Linked DNA regions of Mus musculus: region 2 is linked to region 1. A link is a contact called in public ChIA-PET data. All regions are on one chromosome and are shown on one strand. The core of a region is the stretch at or near the end of the contact, and the rest is flanking DNA. Distances in the headings are between cores, read along the strand shown. Region 1 holds the start of Sertad2 (SERTA domain containing 2). Region 2 has its middle 66 kb from the start of Vps54.

Region 1 (3,587 bases), core at 806-3,305:
AATAGAACTGTGCGATATCTCACCCCAGAAGCAACTCTGGGCTGCTTTCCTCAGAACTCAGACTTTTAGGTAAGCATACATAGAACATAGACTTCAGACAACATGTGTTCGTTCTGTTGACACACTAAGATGTTATTTTAATTTTGGCTTTCCTTTTGTGCAGGAACACTGTATTTGGGTAGCCATTTGTTAAAAAATATCCAAGTGTCATAAAATTCTGTGTCTTTTTGCAAACTTCAATTCATGAATAACAGTTTCAATTCATTTTAAATTCAACAGAACTAAATACCTCTGGCCTCCCACAAAGACATCACAGGAAGATTATTGTAGCTACTATTTCAATGGCGGTTTCTTAAAGTGAGCACTCAAAGTCTAAGTGAGTGGGTAATTAGAGCCAGGAGGGGTTAGTGCTGTCTCCAAATGCAGAACTCTAGAAATGAAAACCATCTTGGCTCTCCAGCAAAATGTGTGAAAGTTTATGCCACTGAGCAAGACCTCATACTCTATGCGATGCCATTTTGTGCTATTATAATGACTTGCCAGAGAGATATACAATTAGCTGATATTGGTTATACCTCATGAAACATGTATATGAGATTTTGATAATGCCAAGGATTTGCTAAAAACAAACAGCAACAACAACAAAAACCTTTTTACTTCTCTAATTAATAAAACCTGACATTGTCTCCTTTACCGTTTAGCACACATCATAATAATAATTATTATAATTATTAGAGACACATTCTCACTATTTAGTCCTGGCTGGCCTACAACTGCCTATGTAGACCAGGCTGACCTTGAACTAAGAGAGATCTGCCTGCCTCTTCCTACCTAGTGTAGGGGTCCTACAACTGGTGATGGCTCATATTTAATTTTGATAGGATCATCAACTCGATTGATAACAAATCATTACAGAACAGTTTGAGTTGGAATAAATTTGTCTTGATGTTTAAGACCTTTATGTTAGGTCTTAAAGCTTTATTGTCCTTAAATACAACTAGTGTCATGGACCATTAAACAGCAAAGTGGTCTGAAGAGAAATTATTGATTGGAGTGGCAGCCAAAATTTTAAAGTGCCTGAATTTCTTTTGTAATATCTTTATGTAGAATGCATATGCCATTTTAAAGGTAATGATAAATGTTCCTGTTGAGCTGTCCCTGGCCTCTTAGTTCTCTTAAATTCGAACCACTTAGGCACATGCTAATACTAAGGACAATATAAAGCTCCTTGCTAAGTTTGAGTAGTTAAAAACATTAAGGATTTTTTGTTGTTTTGGGGTTTTTTGTTTTTTGTTTTTTAAATGGGAAAGATAAGGCTATCAGCGTGAAACTTGTGGGCAGAGGACCACGCCTCCAGTTCCCTGTGTTCTCCAAGCGTGGTCTCCCTCTGGTTGGCTGCATGGTCTCCATAAAGGATGCAACTCTGGTATGTCCGACCGACTCCAAAGGTACTAGTTGGTGACTCATTTCAACTTCTGTCGTCAGCTCCACACGGAGCCCTTGGCCCCTCCCCCCATTCCCATATCTCCGAGGGCCATTGGTGGACCCTATCCTCCCGCCAGCCGGCCCAAGTGGCCAAATAGCTCGGATGCCTGTCATATTTGTGGTCGCGCTCCTCTGCGGACTGTGCCAGCGCTGCCGTCTTTGTCATCACCCACTCTGTCATGTCTGTTTTCCAGTATGTGGGGGCCATTAGTGGTAGTAGTGGCGGTCCGGCTTGGGCGCTCCCATTTCTACCTCTCCTATTTAGCTTTCAGTCCACAGAAGAGGCTGCATAAGCTTGGTGTCTGTCCGCCGCTTCCTGAGAGTTCACCCTGAGGGAATCTGCATTTATGGCACTTGGGCGGGCCCGGGGCGGGCCCTGCGAAGCTGAGGCGGGTCCGGACCGGCTGGAGGCGGGGCCTACGGAGATCTGGACCTGAAGGCACGGGTGGGCGGGACCTATAGTAGGAGGTGGGAGGGGCAGGGTGGGGCCTATACTGCAGGGGCGGGGCTGGTGGGGCGGGGCCCGGCCAGGCAGGGGGTGGGGCCTACGGGGCCTGGCCGGAGCTCGCCAGAGGCTCGCAGGCGGACGTCACTCCCGCACGGCGAGTGCTGGAGCACGAGCTGTACCTCTCTCGGCCCGGGCGTCCACTCCGCCCGCCTCCTGCTTCCTCCAGGCTGCCCGCCGCCTCCACCATTGTATAATGTTCCCGACTCGCAAGCAGAGGACGCCGGAGTCGTAGCTCCGGCCTCGCCGAGCTCCCTGCTACCGTCGGCCCCGCGGCGGGGGCGCCCCGCATGGAGCGGGCATAGCTTGAGGGGTGGGCGGAAACCCCTCCGATGCGTTAGCTCCTGGTGGACCTGCTTGTGGTGAGTTCCGGGCCGAGCTGGAGGCTCCCCGGGGTTGGGCTCCGGCGGGCGAGGGGCGGTGCTGGGCTGGGCCAGGCGGGAGCCCAAGGCAGCGGAGGCCGGACCGGGCAGGTTGGGGAGCACCCGCTGGCCGCCTGGAGACCCCGACTGTCACGACCTGGGGCGGGGTCCGGGCGGCAGGGGCCCGGAGCTTTTGCCGTCACAGCTGGTGTGTGTGTGTGTGTGTGAGTGTGTGTGTGTGTGTGTGTGCGCGCGCGCGCGCGCTCGCTGTGGTGGCTCTGGTGCTGAGAACGTGCGAGACTTTTTTTTTTTTTTAAAGATTCCGGTTGCTGGCAGGGAGGCTGCTTCACTTTTGAGTTCCGTGTCTGGGTTTGCATCCAACTTGCTATATTGTGTTTCGAGAGTTTCCCGGTGGTTTTGCGTTAAAACAGTTCTCTTCACCCTCTTTTCTTCCGTGCCCAAGTGAATTGATTTTGGATCCAAATGTTTATTAAACTTAATGCCTTCCTGGTTTTTAAATTAGAAATCTACAAGTCATCTTGGTGTTAACCGCCTATGACGGGGCAGAGGGGGGGCGGTGCTGAGGGGAGCCAGCTGTCCCGACGCGTAGACTTTGTACCATTGACACTGGGCACTTCAGAGGACCATTGCGTCGAGAGAAAGTACTGAATTGTTCATATTTTTCTTAACTATAAATTGTCTTAGCTTTAGCCGGAATGGTAGCAAATCAGTAGAGTTGAAAATTGAATTGTAAGTTTCGCAAAGCAGTGAGACTGTTTTAGAATAACTTTTTGCTCGCATCTAGGTAGTTTCAGGAGTAGAAAGTCGGTTTTGCAGGCACTGAGTGGAGGGCAGTCAGCAGGGACAGACTCAGAAACGGCAGATTTTATTTAAGTAGAATCAGTCAAACCCTAGCTGGCTTTCAGGAACAGTCGTTGTTTTCAAGCTTTGTTCTTGAAACGTGCTTTTGAATTCCTAGTATTTGTTAAGAAGTGTTCAGAACCTATGGAAAAGGGCCTGGAGGTTGTAGTCACCAGTAGGATGGCCCAGGCCCTAACTGTTCAGAATTGCTTTTTGTAATTTTTGTGACTGGCAGGAATGAGGTGGGCCTGGGCTCCACTTAACCTCCTGGAAGGCTCCACACCAGAGAGCCCTGGGTCTGCTGCTGGGTTAGTTGCTTACCCAGTGGCTACTTCACCAGAGCCCTTTAATATCATAGTATCCCGATTTGAGGG
Region 2 (3,587 bases), core at 372-2,871, 540 kb after region 1:
CAGACTTGGAGAAACAGAGCCAGCTGGTGGGGGAAATGTACACACAGCAAGGCACACAGAGAAAGAGCCTCTGCAGGGCAGATAGAGAGCTCACTCCAGAGGCTCTGCCTCTCCATGAGGGCCGGGAGTCTGTGAGGGGGTCTGTGAGGGGGTCTTCCTCCAGTTTAGAGTTGGCCAGTTTGAACAATGACAGGGAGGTTGATAGGTCCATAGGTTGGGCCTAAACACATCCTGGTCTGACTTTGAACTGACCAAACCAATCCACCATTGGGGAGTCATACTTCTAAGAAAAAACAAGCCCACCAGGCTTCTGTTTTAAGCCAACAAGACCTTTGTCCCAGGTCAATAGGGTGAAGAAGGCAGCCATCTTGGAGGTTAATGATCTTTATTGTCCATTCATAGCCATGTCCTATCAGTCTGCCTGAGGAAACTGCCTGGTCTCTCAACAGGGCAGAGAGAGAAGCTGTGCTCTTTCTGATGCCCTTGACCAGGGAGCCTTCTGAGCCTCCTCCACCTCCCTTCACTTGGCTTCCAAAGAAGCAGGACTAGAGATGGAAGGAGACTTTATGACTTTCTAAGTTCCTAGAATATGGCCAGCACTGCATTAGCGTTAAAAGCATAGAGCAATAACAATCTCATGTTTTATTTTATTTATTATAAAAAAATAAGAAAGATGATAAAGCTAGTGATAAGTTACTTTTCTGCCAGCAAAGTGAGCCAATTCAAGACAGATTAGATATTAAATGCAGGTTTATTGGGAAGCTGATCTTGGGTGAATTCACTGCCCCAAGGACCAAAGCCAGGGAAGTCACCATGGGGAGAAAGAAGGAGAGAGCAGGGAGACCAAAATGTCTGGATTATATATAGGGAAGAGACTCTGTCTGGTGGAAGAGCAGCCCAGGCACTGGGCTAGAAGTTCAGGGCTGGGGGCAGGGTATGCCAGGTAGGGACTGAGGGATGCTGGGAGAACCTGGAGACCAGGTCTGCTTTGATGTGTAAACTATGCCTATCCTGAGGTCTGAAACCAAACAGCTAGTAGAGAAACATGTGCGTGTATATGGGACTTTGAGGTGGGAACTTTGTTAACAGTATTCAAAAAGTACAAGCTACAGATTAATAGCTTGACAGGTTTGGCTGCAGCAATAATAAGATTGCCGGTGTATGAATACTGTCACAAACTTGGGCAGAGGACAGCTGGGAAGGGATACTTGTAATGCCTCAACCCAACAAGGAGCTAAAACCCAGCTTGCAAAGGAGCTCTGGTAAGTCAGACAAGGCACACGACAGAAATGCTGTCGAAGGTCTAAGTGGCTAGTTCTCAGAAGCATTAACCTAAATGCTTAAGAGTCAAGAGAAGTTCAGAGTCACCGTAATCAAGAAAAGCAGTTAAAGAATCCTAGATACTACTTAATGCCCTTTGATTTGTAAAAACGGGGAAGCTGGAAAAGCATGATAGTCTTAGAAAACATGTAAAAACCAAGAGCCCATGCTCACTGCTGTTAGGAGTGTACACGCGCACCTATTCTAAAGAGTTTTCTGGCTGCATGTGTGTGTGGGTGTACCTGTGACTCAGAAATCCCCTCTGCACAGGGCCATGAGGAGGTGGGCAGGAGTATGAGTATCACAGGGCTGCTGTCTGTGGTACAGGGTGGTTAGAGGCAGTCTGTGTCAGTTGGAGATAAGGTAATTGTACATAGATGTCATGGTAAACTTCTACAGCAGTTAGAGGACAAGAGGTAGACAAGCATAAGTGAACATAGAAAGGGCTGTACACACACACACACACACACACACACACACACACACACACACACACACGTGCGCGCGCCTGAGCATACACACAAAGAAACAGGGCCAAGAGTGGTAGCTTACATTTAGAATCTTAGCACTCAGGAGTCTGAGGACTCTAAGTTTGAAGACAGCATGGACTACTTAGTAACAAGTCAGCCTGGCCTCTGAGTAAGACATTATCTCAAATAAACAATCAATACATAAATAAATAAGAAATAGAATGGGAGCTATTGAACAGTATAGAATTTTAATATCTATACTTATAAAAAACATTTTATATTTTGTTAAAAACACAAACTCAGGGACGGTACTTGGGCTATTGTTACACAAGCCTGAGGACATTCCCAAAACTTATGTTAAATGACTAAGCCAGCTCAGTCAGTCAACAGGTTCTCCAGGGCAGGAGCAAGGATTAAAAAGAAAAAAAAAAAGACAATTAGACAACACTGTTGCCTGACCCCAGCCAGTGCTGAGGCTGAAGCGGGTTTATTTTTTCCCAGTCTGCTTTTATACCATTTTAATTTCATGCAAGTGATAAGGTCAGTGGTAGGTCAAGGGAACAAGGAAGACAATAAACACAAATAGTCAAGGAACAAGCAAGGCAATAAACAAGGTCCCTTGATCACTGTTTCTAGGAGCTTATCAGGATGACCAAGATATCTGAGCCCACTTCCCTGTCCTGGCCCAAAGTCACATTCCTGCCAAGTTTCTAGCCCCCAAAGCTCTCCACAGTTAAAAGCTGGGCAAGGTGGCACACACTTAAAATTCCAGTACTGGTGAGATAGCAACAGATCTCTGGGACTCAGCTACAGTGAGCTTAACCTAACAGGTGAGCGCCAAGTCACAGGTGAGAGACCCTATTTCCAAAACAAGGAAGGGCTCCTCAAGTTGTACTCTGACCTTCACATGCATATACATATGTATGTATGTGCACACATAGACATAAATACACATAGATTCAGGGGAACATCTGCACTTAAGCATATTTAAGTGTACATAAGTACATTCAAATGCTGACTATGGAGTCAGCCTTGATGTTTTGAAATGCTGCTTCTGCTGAAGATAAAAGATAAAGCAAAATAAGATAGAGAAAAAAAAAAACCAAACCCTGGGTCAGGGAGGTCATGTGACATGATCCTCAAGAAGTGAGGAGGGGTAAGTCAAGTCTAGTACTCAGTCCAAAAGAACTGGAGAAATAGATCGATCGATCTATCTATCTAGCCCCATCTATCTCTCTTGACATTTATCCACATGGATGGGATGTGTGGGCTATGCTTTGAGGCAATCAATGTAAAAGCTTTAAGAGTGGGATCTAAGCCTCATCCAAGCCTAGTCCTTCTATGTTTCAGAGATGCTTGAACAAAGCACACATCCACAGGATGCTGAGAGTGGAAATACAAGAACTGTTGGACAACTCCTGTAAACCAAAGCTCACATGTAAAGAACTAGAAATGCAGTGGGAACTAGAAATGCAGGGTAGGGGTGACTCGGGGACTGACGGACTGGGTGGGGGCGCTGTGCTGTTTCACACCAGCAAGACAAGCTTGGTTATTTATATCAAGCAAAGAGTCAAGTTATTTAAAATAATATTAATTATGAAAAAAGGGCTACAGAAGACCCGCAGATAGGTCCAAGGATTCTGCGGAGGTCATTAGTTGGTAGTGGTACGCTACCTGCTATTGTCAGGCAACAGAGAATGCCTGCCGGTATATATGGTCTCCAGATCGGCTTGTTTTCTTAAGTGGACTGATCTAGGATTTGTTTCAAGTTCTCAGCCAAACAAGCACAAGGGTCTG

Evidence for each region. ChIA-PET counts read pairs in DNA pulled down with a chosen protein or histone mark.
Region 2: a contact with region 1 is called in an RNA polymerase II ChIA-PET map of memory CD8 T cells, with 113 read pairs. The contact joins the enhancer-like site here to the promoter of Sertad2 in region 1. A contact is called at or near these places in 6 of 484 Hi-C or Micro-C datasets (the Ba/F3 cell line, CD4 T cells, the G1E-ER4 cell line and 3 more) and 4 of 115 datasets of contacts at active chromatin or transcription factors (effector CD8 T cells, large pre-B cells, memory CD8 T cells and 1 more).

What each region holds. Positions count from the first base shown.
Region 1 is chr11:20,629,922-20,633,508 of GRCm38.p6, forward strand. It overlaps Sertad2 (SERTA domain containing 2), which reads left to right and starts at 2,056. Exons shown (of 2, transcript NM_001038625.1): 1 at 2,056-2,352.
Region 2 is chr11:21,170,865-21,174,451 of GRCm38.p6, forward strand. No RefSeq gene overlaps it. Among named protein-coding and RNA genes, the nearest start is that of Vps54, 66 kb to the right of the region's middle. Within about 2 kb of position 1,622, at least 40 of the 459 cell types and tissues checked have an H3K27ac peak or open chromatin away from gene starts, as enhancers often do. A contact at or near this core is called in the G1E-ER4 cell line, effector CD8 T cells and memory CD8 T cells, where this site is marked.